Regions from separate parts of the Mus musculus genome. Here region 2 is linked to region 1. A link is a contact called in public Hi-C data. All regions are on one chromosome and are shown on one strand. Each heading gives the region's core, a stretch centred on a gene start, on an enhancer-like site or on the middle of the called end of the contact. The rest is flanking DNA. Distances are from core to core; before and after follow the strand shown.

Region 1 (6,208 bases), core at 1,694-4,193:
TTTTCCAATTTTTTATTAGGTATTTTCTTCATTTACATTTCAAATGTTATCCCGAAAGTCCCCCATACCCCCCCCCCCGTTCCCCCTACCCACCCACTCCCATTTTTTGGCCCTGGTGTTCCCTTGTACTGGGGCATATAAAGTTTGCAAGACCAAGGGGCCTCTCTTCCCAATGATGGCCGACTAGGCCATCTTCTGCTACATATGCAGCTAGAGACACAAACTCTGTGGGTACTGGTTAGTTCATATTGTTGTTCCACATATAGGGTTGCAGACCCCTTTAGCTCCTTGGGTACTTTCTCTAGCTCCTCCATTGGGGATGCTGTGTTCCATCCAATAGCTGACTGTGAGCATCCACTTCTGTGTTTGCCAGGCACCGGCATAGCCTCACAAGAGACAGCTATATCAGGGTCCTTTCAGCAAAATCTTGCTGGCATATGCAATAGTGTCTGAGTTTGGGTGCTGATTATGGGATGGACACCCAGGTCAGACTGTCTCTGGATGGTCCATCCTTTCATTTCAGCTCCAAACTTTGTCTCTGTAACTCCTTCCATGGGTGTTTTGTTCCCAATTCTAAGAAGGGGCAAAGTGTCCTCACTTTGGTCTTTGTTCTTCTTGAGTTTCATGTGTCTTGCAAATTGTATCTTGGGTATTCTAAGTTTCTGGGCTAATATCCACTTATCAGTGAGTGCATATCTAGTGACGTCTTTTGTGATTGGGTTACCTCACTCAGGATGATATCCTCCAGATCCATCCATTTGTCTAGAAATTTCATAAATTCATTGTTTTTAACAGCTGAATAGTACTCCATTGTGTAAATGTACCACATTTTCTGTATCCATTCCTCTGTTGAGGGGCATCTGGGTTCTTTCCAGCTCTGGTTATTATAAATAAGGCTGCTATGAACATAGTGGAGCATGTGTCCTTATTACCAGTTGGAACATCTTCTGGATATATGCCCAGGAGAGGTATTGCAGGATCCTCCAGTAGTACTATGTCCAATTTGCTGAGGAACTGCCAGACTGATTTCCAGAGTGGTTGTACAAACTTGCAATCCCACCAACAATGGAGGAGTGTTCCTCCTTCTCCACATCCTCGCCAGCATCTGCTGTCACCTGAATTTTTGATGGTGGGCAAGTTTTCCAGCAGTAGTTTGAAGCAGCTGGCTACAATCAGAAAACAGAGCTGTGACTGTGGGTGGGCTTTTCCACATGTGCCGAAGTTCCCTGAAATAATGACTCTGAGACTTCCTATGTATGAATAAATGCTTAGGCCAATAGCTTCGGCTCATTTTTGCAAGCACATAACTCAATGAATTCATTTAAACTAGTCTAAGACAGGCCATGTGGCTAATTACCTCTCTTTGGTTTGAAAGTCTTCCTCAGAGTTCAGTGTGAATCTTTCCTGTGCCTGACTCAATCCCAGAAGTCCAATGTCCCAGCTTCTAATCTTGTGTACAAGAGATTCTCTCTACACAGAGCAATCAATGCCACTGCCCTCAGGTTGTGTCCTCCATTGTCAGTCCAAGTGTCTACCTTATCAACATAGGCTAAACAACCATCCCTGGCATGCCTTGCAAGCTTGTCTCGTAAGTGACTTTAACACTTAAAGTTGGGTTACCAATTAACACTACTCACGAGAGTGTTCCTGGTCTAGAATATCCCCCACTTAGGAGCTTGCATTCAGAACCAACAACAACCTGTATTCCTTACACATTGTCCTGCAACAAAGTCACCATGTATGTACATTATAAAACTCACCACAAGTCAATGAACTGCAGTAGGTGTGGAGTCCCTGCCAATCAAAAAATGTACAGAAGGGCAGATCATCTGCTGCTGTGTAGAAAGCCATGGAAGGGTCCCTGTTGCCTAAGACTTTTCCATATTAGACCCATAATAATTATATGCTTTCTTATTTAAATAGGAATATCAAAAGCCTTCAAGGTTTTATAAAAATGGAAATAAAACATAAAAAAGCCATTTGGAATGTTGGTTGTATTAGGAATCAGCATTTCAGCTTCTAGTTATCTTTCCATATCCCTGGGGATGTCTATGGTGTGTGCCCTGGTGTATCCCATTGCATCTTGTCCTCGGGGAGTTATTGTCCAGGCTATGCTGGAGGGATGTGAGTTAGGTCCTGGAGACTGGAACTTTGTAGGCCAAGGCCTGGTATTAGCAAAGTGTATAAGAAACTGGGGTGAGCAAGGGGCTGGGAAAGAGAGCTCGCTGGGCCAGCCTCCTGTTAGTTAAAATTCATCAGACTTGAAGATCCCTGAGTACAGCTCCTCCACACTTAGCTTCCAGGCCCCGACCATGCCATGGTTGCCTCGTGAACTTTGAAATACCTTTAAAAAGAGGTAAGATATCATGGGTGGCCTTCTGCCACGGGGAAAGTAGAGAAGGTGATTCGGCTTTGCTGAGGTTCATAATAGGAAGGCTATTTCCTGGGGGACTGTGATAGGCAGCCTATTTTGGTTGAATGAGGCTTGCTCCAGCGACCCAGTAGAAAATTCTACAAGGGACGAAAAAGCAAGCCATGTTCCCAGAGTCAGGTGCCTTCCTCGTGTGCTCTCTTTAGCTCTCACCTTTCTTACTACTTACATCTTAGAGATGTCTAGCCCTCCTTCTAGCTCTCTCTTTCCCCCTTCCCCACTCTCTCCACGTGGCCATGGCCAGTTTCTCTCTCTTTCTACCTTCTCTCTTTCTCCCTGCTTTTCTACAATAAAGCTCTAAAACCATAGACTGTCTCTGCTGATCAAGGCCCACTGTGCTTGAACGATGGGATCGGCTTTCCCCTAAGGAGCTGTGTCTAATCTCCTGCCAGAAGGCCTTCCTGTGCTCCAGCCACAGATCACAGATCACAGATCACAGATAGACCAAGGACTATTGCCCATGTGGGAACCACCCAGCGCCCGCCTCTCCCTCTGCCCTTTCCTCCCTTTGGCCTTGGTGGCTGAGCCTCCGGGGACTCCCATTTGTTCTCAGCTGCTCCACGGTATCCAGTGTGGGATGCCAGAGACTGAGAACCTGGTACCAAGGACTGCCCCTTGTTGCGTCGTGTCCCGTGTCCACCCCCCCCCCCCCCCCGAAGCTGGGATTCCGTGGCTTTATACAGCCAAATACCGACCCGGGGCCGAGTGGGAAACATGTGGCAGCCCTTCCAAGTCTGCCCGCCCAGAGCACCAGAACTCTGGCGGGATAGGTCTTCTCCCACTCCCCTTTATCCAGCCCCCCCCCCCCGCACGCCTACTACCCCACAATTTCCAACTAGCAAAACATGGCTATTTATTTATTTATCTGAGACAGAGTCTCATTATGTGTCCCTTACTGGCTTGGAACCAGCCGTGTAAATCAGGGTGGCTTCATAGACATTTACCTGTCTTAGCCTCCTGAGTACTGCAATTAAAGGCTTATTTTTTTTAATTAGGTATTTTCCTCATTTACATTTCAAATGCTATCCCAAAAGTCCCCCATACCCTCCCCCCCCCACTCCCCTACCCACCCACTCCCACCTTTTGGTCCTGGCGTTCCCCTGTACTGGGGCATATAAAGTTTGCAAGTCCAATGGGCCTCTCTTTCCAGTGATGGCCGACTAGGCCATCTTTTGATACATATGGTTAGTTCATAATGTTGTTCCACCTATAGGGTTGCAGATCCCTTTAGCTCCTTGGGTACTTTCTCTAGCTCCTCCATTGGGGCCCTGTGATCCATCCAATAGCTGACTGTGAGCATCCACTTATGTGTTTCCTAGGCCCTGGCGTAGTCTCACTAGGGACAGCTATATCAGGGTCCTATCAGCAAAATCTTGCTAGTGTATGCACTGGTGTCAGCGTTTGGAGGCTGATTATGGGATGGATCCCTGGATATGGCAGTCTCTAGATGGTCCGTCCTTTTGTCTCAGCTTCAAACTTTGTCTCTGTAACTCCTTCCATGGGTGTTTTGTTCCCAATTCTAAGAAGGGGCAAAGTGTCCTCACTTTGGTCTTCATTCTTCTTGAGTTTCATGTGTTTTGCCATATAGGCTTATTTTTATTCTTTCTTTATTTAATTATTTTCTAATCTGCCCTACTAGTGACCCTTGGTGAAAATAAGGGAATTTGAGTTTTCTCTGTGGTCCTGGGTAGGAACACAAGCTCCTGAACTACCAGGAGCTATCAAATCAAGGCTTTCTCTTAAGAACAAAGATGTGCCAATGTCTCCTTCTGTGAGTCAATTTAAGTGGCCTGTCAATCACCCGGGCAAGGAAACTCCCCTGAGGTAATCATGTACTACACATATGTAGTAATGAAAGCCTGCATAAGCCTGTAGGCTGGTGCAGAGTATTCTAAGCCATCATCCACTCTTATTCCATGAGAGTGTCTTCCTCCATAATTGCTCTCTCTGGCCATGTGTACTGTGTCGAGCACCATGGTCGGGCCTCCATTGCGTAAGGCTTTTCCAGATTAGATGTACAATAACCATCTGTCACTGCCACTCCCCAGACTCCGAAAAGCTACGTGTTTGGTAAATGTCTATATCACGTACCAGGTGATTAGGATCTCTCAGACTGGAGAGAGTTGGAATGCTGCAAGTCCGCAGGAGATTATCTTAGGCTGGTTTTGTCCCCCAGGTAGTTATTTGGCGCCCGCTCTGATCTAATATCTTGTGGCTATCAAGTAAAATCCTTTTTAAAGCTTACCCCCTAGTTCCCACCAACCCAAAGGCTGGGAGCATCATCAAATAGCACCTGAGGTTCATGGCAGAGATTTCTCTGCTTTCCTGTAAGCCGCCTGCCTACCTGATATTACCTCAATGGTTTTTTTTTTTTAAACCTAACTTATGACTTCATTTCTTCTGATATGACCAAAACTTCATGAAACCATCACCGTGTTGGAATCTGGGACTTTAGTATCCTGCCTCTGTATTTCTGGGACACCGTCACTCCCGTGTGGTGGAAGAATAAATTACTTTACTGTCTTTGAACTGAGAGCTGGGATTCTCATCTGAGCTTCTCTCACCCTGTGACCTGCTGTGGCTCCTGCCTGCAGCAGCCTAGGGAGGGTTCCCTGTGTGCTTCCTGACTCCCTACTCGGGATGAACTGCACTCTTCACTTTGGTACAGAATTTTAGAGTGAGCAAGTATGAAGAGGAGTTGGGTCTTATTAAAATTATTTTTAAATCTAGATTTTAAGCATGGGTATTAAGAGAAAGAGTAACACTTAGGGAAAGAGTGGGCTTTACCTAATCATGTGCGTGAGCTGCGTAAAGCAGAGTCAGAGGTGAGTGTCTTAGTATTCGTCATATAGACCTGTGGTGGCTCTCAAGTCTCTTCACAAAGGGTTGCTGCAAAGTTTTTTTTCTCTCTTTCTTTTCTCTTTTGTTTTATATATATATATATATATATATATATATATATATATATATATGTATATATATAATTCTGCATATTATACATCATATATAATATGTAATGCATATTTTATATATAATATATTACATATATTATTTATTGAAATTAATATAATTACATCATTTCCCTCATTTTATTCCTCCTTCAAATCATTTCCTCCTTTGCTCTTTCTAAAATGTATGGTCATTTTGTTTCTTTAGTTGTTTTTTTTACACACTGTGATGGTTTGAATGAGAATGACCACACAGACTCATATGTTAGAATGCTTGGATACCGGGGAGGAAGACTATTTGAAAGGATTAGAAAGACTGGAGGTGTGGCGTTGTTGTAGAAAGTGTGTCACTGGGGTGGGCTGTGAGGTTTCAGAAGCTCAAGCAAGGCCCAGTGGCTCTGTCTTCCTCTTACCTGAGGTCCTGATGTAGAAATCTCCGCTGTTTTTCCAGCTCCATGTCTGTCTGCTTGTCACCGTGCTGCCCACCATGATGATAATGGACTAACCCTCAGAAATGATAAGCAAGCCCAATACATGCTTTCTTTTTTGAGATCCATGTTCGTGGTGTCTCTTCACAGGAACAAAGTGCTAACACACACACACACACACACACACACACACACACACACACACACTCATACTCCTGCACACACATATGATCCCTAATCCAACCTGTTTAGTCTCTATAATGTTGCCCATAAGTATAGACGCAGGGCTGACCATTTGGTTTTAGATAACCAAGATGCTTTGATTGAGGCTGCACTCTGATTGGATAAAATCAGGAGCCACTATAGTTCACACAAGGCGGTTAGGGCATGTCTTTTCACTG
Region 2 (6,208 bases), core at 1,905-4,404, 86 kb before region 1:
TTATAATCACTAGTACCTAGGAAAATTGTTTTTCAGGTTAAAAGGAGGAAGAGCCCAGGTATGAGATACTTGTGAGTCATTCCGTTGCTGGGATACCATACAGGCCAGACTGTCTCCTTGAGCTCCCACTGAACAGTAGGCATGCACTTCCCACCAGCCATAGAGTTGCACTAATGAGCCAAGTCTGTGTTGTCTCCAAGCTGGCTCGATGCAGATGTGAATTTCAGGGTGAGTTCTCTGAAGACACCCACACAGGAATATCTGTCCCCTGAGGCAATAAGAAAGAAGCCTCCCAGACTCATCCAAGCCCACTGAATGTGTGTGACTTATCAGAGTCCATTTGTCTTTTTACATAGAAGCTGACCGTCCTAACTTGGGTCCTTACGCTTACACAGCGGTAAGCCATTTCGAGTGAGACATTTTGCAGCCCTTCACCATCTCTTGTGGCTGTGCACATGTGATGGCTAATCTCGGTTGTCAACTTGACCACATCTGGAATCAACTAAAACCCAAGCAGCTGGGCATGCCCACGAGGAATTTTCTTGATTGGATAATTTGATATGGGAAGGCCCACCCTAAACCTGGACTACACTTTCTGGTTGACAGTCCACATGAAAGCACACAGAAGAAAGAAGAGTTTGCTCTTAGCCTTCATGGGCAAGGTCTATCCTGCTGCTGGGATACTCTTTCCTGGTGTTAGAACCTGCTTCTTAGGGGTTCCAGTGTAGACTGAAGACTGGCAGTCATCTAGGAATCTTCCAGGACTCCAGCATCAGCTTGCAACTGCTGAGACACTCAGGCTCATGGACCAAACAACTACCAGATGTTTGGTCCCTGTCCATCTGGAGACAGCCACTGTTGGGATACTTCATCCATAGCCTGTAAGCCACCTTAATAAATCCCCCTTTAGTAAGTACAAATGTATGAATGTTTGTATGCATTCTATCATCTCTGCCCCTTTAGAGAACCTTAGCACAGTCTATATGGAGACCTGAGCAATCTTATCAGGAGATGTACACCTTGCGTTTTGAGATAGGTTCTCTGCTTGGCCTGGCGCTCACTGATTGGGCTAGGCTAGGTGGCCAGTGAGTTCTAGGGATCTGCCTGTCTCTCCCCCACACCCCAACTCCACATCACTGACATCACATGTATGTGTACAGACACAGCGCCAGACTCTTCTTTTTTTTTTTAATGTGGGCCCTGGGGACTGAAGTCAGATTCATAGCCGTGTACAGGATATACTTCATCTGCTGAAATCCTTCTCTATATTTCTATGTCCCTTTGAAAGGAAGCTGCTAGCCCTTAGTCTCTGATCACTATGACTAATGACATTTCCTTAAGAAGAAACTTCTCTTCCACTTTCTTAAATTTCAAGCACTGTCCTTGTCTGGACAGGCAAGAAGTCCAATACATGCCCATAGCTCACCAGGAGGACCAACCCTGGCCCACAGAGATGATCTTTGCATCCCTGACCCACCAAAGATGATCCCTTGTGTCTCTCCAGCATCTTGCTTTTCTTTTTGTTTCTAGGGTCAAGGTCACAAGATTTAAGTCTCGCTCACAGTTGATGAACTTGTTTCACAGTTGTTTTATTCATCTTTACTTCTTGAGACCTCAGTTTGCCCATGTATAACATGCTGTCCTGTCCCTGCTTGTTCTCATAATGGAGGCCAGGATCCTGTGAGGTCTCTCTGAATTGTCTGGGTATGGCTAGGTTATGATGAATGACCATTCTTTGGTGGTCTCAGTTTTCTCCACCCAAACATTGGGATAATAAAAGCAGATCCCTCAGGGGTGATGTGAGGATTCTGGGCACCCAGAATTAGGCTCTCTTTCCCCATCAAGAACTCAGCCTGTGACAGGCGCAGGTGACTCAAATCTCCCCATGACACTCAGGGTCACTCCAAGTCAGGAGTTTGTTTTGCTTATTCAAGTATGGCTAACTCTCCCCTAGAATACACAAGCATCCAGTAAATACTCTCTCATGCATAGTACTGGAGGCAAAAGCCGATTGGGTAAAAACAGATCATTCTTGGTGCTCTGCCCTTGGGCGTGTGTATTTACATAACATTTGTGTATTAACATAATGCAAGGACTTCTGTCCCACTAGGTGAGCTCTCCACACCCCACCCCTTAGCTATTCTGGAAGGCCACTATGTGGTAGTTACTCCACTGTTTGGGAAACCTCTCCCTCTTCCCCTGTTGCACCTCCCCTAGTCACTCTGTCAGCATGGAAGAGAACAGGGCTACAAGCCTGTTTGGGAAGAAAGCCCCACACCAGCTCACTGGACTGTCTCAACAGCCTGGTTCTCCTGTGGCTCCACCAACTCTTCCTAAGCTACTCTGTTAGGGTCCAGGGATGCTCTGTGAGTGTGAAACATGGACACCCCACTCCTGGTAGGAAACGTGACCTACAGTGGTGCTCTCATGAGCTTATGCCAGGAAGTTGGTGGTACTCGACCTAGATCACAGGAACACAGCTTTTCCCTCCTGGAGGTTTAGCAGTGGCACCTTATTTTGGACCTTCTGACACTCCTATACCCATGGGACCATGCCACCCCAACTTCTGCATACCTCCATTGTTGTATTCTTCTGACACCTTTTTTTTTGGTAGGGACCCTGTGATCACATGCAGAAACCCTAGTTCTCTCCTCTTACCAGCATGACTTTACACTCATCTGCAAAACCAGTTCATCACTGACATTTTTTTTTTTTAATATTCCCAGGCTCAAGTTGAATTTGTCTCCTTTGTGGTAGTACTGGGAAGTAAGAACCTTGAGGAGTGGTGATTATATCTTGGGGCATCTCCTAAGCACCGTGATGTTCTCATAAGAATGAGTTAGTTATGGTGGATCTAGTTATTGCAATGCAAGCCTGCCCCTCCTGCTTTGCTGCTTCTGTGGGTGCCTGCCTCACATGCCTATTGTAGGAGCCCACTGCATATGCTTAATGTGTAAGCACACTGCACATGCCTACTGTTCAGGCCTACTACGCATGCCCACTGTGCATGCCTACTGCACTTCTTTCTTCCTTAGTGACCTTGATCATATTCTTCAACTTCCAGACCTTGGAGCCAAGGTAAGCCTCTATGCTGTAAATCTTTCTGAGTTCAGGAACCCTGTGTGTATGAGCTTCTGTTTAGAGAACCCAGAAATTAGGACTTACTATGGCAGGGTTGTTTTATTCATCTGTCACGAGGACTCTGTAGTTTTCAAAATGCACCCATAGAAAGACAGAAGTACAGAGGGAGCTGGGAGCTGGGAGCTGGGAGCTGGGAGCTGGGAGCTGGGAGCTGGGAGCTGGGAGCTGGGAGCTGGGAGCTGGGAGCTGGGAGCTGGGAGCTGGGAGCTGGGAGCTGGGAGCTGGGAGCTGGGAGCTGGGAGCTGGGAGCTGGGAGCTGGGAGCTGGGAGCTGGGAGCTGGGAGTTAGGAGTTGGTTCAGTGGGTTAAGAGCACTTGCATAGCAAAAGAAGCACCTGAATTAAAATCCAGCCCCAACTTAAAAAAAATCACACATAGCTGCACGTTCCTTGTATTACACTTTAAAATAAAGTTTGTTGTGATAAAACACACTCGAACCAAAGAAGCTTGAAGAAGGGCTTATTTTTGTCCATAGTCCACCTTAATGGAGAAATCAAGACATCAGCACCTTGAAGTGGCTGGTAACATTATATATACAGTTAAAAGAAGGAGAAAAAAATGAATGGCCTCTACTCAATTCCATCTTCCATTTAGACACTTTAAGATCCCAGTCAGGGAATGGTGTCATTCAATCACAGTGGGCAGACGTTCCCACACGAAAGTAATCAAGATAATCTCTCATAGGCATGCTCAGAGGCTCATATCCTGGCTGAAGCCAGATTTTTGTCAAGCTGACAATTAAACACTAACCATCCCTTGCCTGTGACCCCACTGTTCAGTGGTAGACATGGGGAGATCCCATTATCTCGATGGCTAGTCAGCCTAGCCAAAATGGCCAGCTTCCAGTTCAGTTAGAGACCCTGTCACAAGGTATTAAGGCAGGGAGGGATGGAGGAAGACACTTGGTGTCCTTCTTTGGTTTCTGCATGTGGTCATATGACATATACATTCATGCGTACACACTAACTGCCCCACCCCCACCCCCCACATGCTGACCTCTCCTCCCATAAAATAGTCAGCATAGAGGGAGTGGACACTGGAATTTATATAGGCATGCTGGAAACATGGCTGTTTTCTAGCTGCTTTTTCTAGACTGAAGCGCCCCCTCCTGGACGGAGGAAAGAGGCTCATCAAAGGTAAGACACACTGAGGAAAAGCACAGGGCTCCGGAAGGTCAGAAAGTCAAGAGACTCAGAAGTGCCCCCTTCAGGCTTATAAAGGCAGTCAAGAATTGCTAGAGAAGGAGACTCTCCAGGAGAGTTGCCTGCAAGTTGTGCAGAGAGCTCTGGGGAATGCAGCTTTTGTGAGTCATCGCCTGGGCTTTTCCATGATGCAGCTGCCATTAGGTCCGCCATACTTTCTGTAAGTAACCTCAATAGATGTACTAGGCCATCAAGCTACACTCACACCCCGGGTCTATCATCTGCGTTCTATCCAGGTTGAATAGCCTTGTTCAGATCTCCCCAGGAAAAGTCACACAACCTACTTGACACTCAGAGATGAACGGAATCAAAGGTGAGTTGCGAGAATCAGGTGCATGACCCCTGTGATGGATCATAAGACATGAAAATGAGGCTGATCTCAAGTGAGTGAAGCACTCATATATGAGAGAGAGAGAGAGAGAGAGAGAGAGAGAGAGAGAGAGAGAGAGAGAGAGAACAATCACAATAAAGCTATAGTTCCCCAAGTGGTACAGCATGTGATAGGAAAGAGATACTTGCTGCCTGAAATAGCTGCTAGAATCTGCAGCTAACACCAAGCATGTGAGAGTGCAGTGCCAGTGGATTCCAGTGGATAAAATCCTCTATGTGGTACAGGGTGGTATGCCTCCTCTATGAATGGAGTTGACCTCATAAGTGTGGGAACAACATTGCCCAAAGGCTAATGGACTGGTGAATACATTATAATACCCCAAAGAAGCACACAGGGACGGGATTGTAAGTAGGCTGTGACAGATGTCGTGTGGCCTTTGTGGTGGGCAACGAGGCACACAGTGGAGATCTCCATACCCACAAGCCTAGCTCCAGACCAAGGCTGTGAGCTGCCTTTGTTTTTGCTTGATTCTCAGCCACTCCCCTCTTCCATCAACCCTGCCAACCCATTTCTTACTCACAGACCTAGATCCAACCAAACAGCACATGCATCAGCCTACCTGGCCCAGCTCTGGTCACACAGATCCTACACAGGGCCAATCTAAAGCAGACAGACTCTTACATTAGACATACGGCCAAGGGAAAAAGTCCACACACCCAAGACACATCATGAAAGCAAAGTCAAGATGAATGACCAAGGTAGCATTTATACCATCAAACCCAATAAATAGTCCTATCGAAATGCCTTCTAATGAGAATTACCTCGATGAATCAGAGAATACACAATTTAAGAGATCATAAATTTTATCAAAGAATTCAAGTCTAAAGAAGACACAAATAGACATTTCATCGAATTTTAAGAGAATAACATGGAATGTCTGAGTGTTGTCTAAAAAAATACAACTGAGATGCTGAGGAAAATGATGAAAACCTTTCAGGATTTGAAATCTAAATTCACTAAAGAGAAATGCTGGAAAGGACTCATGCTGAAATGAAGATGGACTTGAAAAACAGAATACTCCAGTAGGAAACTCAAGGGCATGGCCTACAAGCAGAGTGGATCAAGTAGAAGTTAGACTATCAGGACTTGAATATAAAGTAGAGGAAGCAGACCATATAAGAAAATAATCTGAAAAAAAAAAAAAAAAGCACAAGGAAGGGACTACTTGCCAGGATCAGAAAACCTAACCTATCTATTATAGGCATAGATAAAGGAGACAAATCCAAGTCAATAGCATAGACCAACTCTTCAACAAAATAATAATAGAAGAAAACTTTGGAAAACTGAAGAAAGACATATCCACACAGACACAGGAAGCCCACAGAACATAAAATAGACAAGAACAGCAAAGGAATTCCCCATAGCATATCATAATTAAAAAATTAAATATCCAGAAGAAAGGAAAAAAAAAACTTGAAAGATGTAAGTAGCAGGAAAAGAAAACCCATAAGTTATATATAAGGAAACCCCGTCAA

Evidence for each region. Hi-C and Micro-C count contacts between places; a contact is called where the count stands out from the background.
Region 2: a Hi-C map of the G1E-ER4 cell line shows a contact between it and region 1, with 2.5 times the contacts expected there. The contact joins two enhancer-like sites. A contact is called at or near these places in 5 of 39 promoter capture datasets (the 3T3-L1 cell line, hippocampal neurons, liver and 1 more), 7 of 484 Hi-C or Micro-C datasets (the G1E-ER4 cell line, Sertoli cells and liver) and 4 of 115 datasets of contacts at active chromatin or transcription factors (bone marrow-derived macrophages, embryonic stem cells and liver).

Annotation. Positions count from the first base shown.
Region 1 is chr1:35,751,071-35,757,278 of GRCm38.p6, reverse strand. No RefSeq gene overlaps it. Among named protein-coding and RNA genes, the nearest start is that of Gm25634, 7.4 kb to the left of the region's middle. Within about 2 kb of position 2,943, at least 3 of the 459 cell types and tissues checked have an H3K27ac peak or open chromatin away from gene starts, as enhancers often do. A contact at or near this core is called in the G1E-ER4 cell line, where this site is marked.
Region 2 is chr1:35,837,732-35,843,939 of GRCm38.p6, reverse strand. No RefSeq gene overlaps it. Among named protein-coding and RNA genes, the nearest start is that of 1110002O04Rik, 29 kb to the left of the region's middle. Within about 2 kb of position 3,154, at least 12 of the 459 cell types and tissues checked have an H3K27ac peak or open chromatin away from gene starts, as enhancers often do. A contact at or near this core is called in the G1E-ER4 cell line, where this site is marked.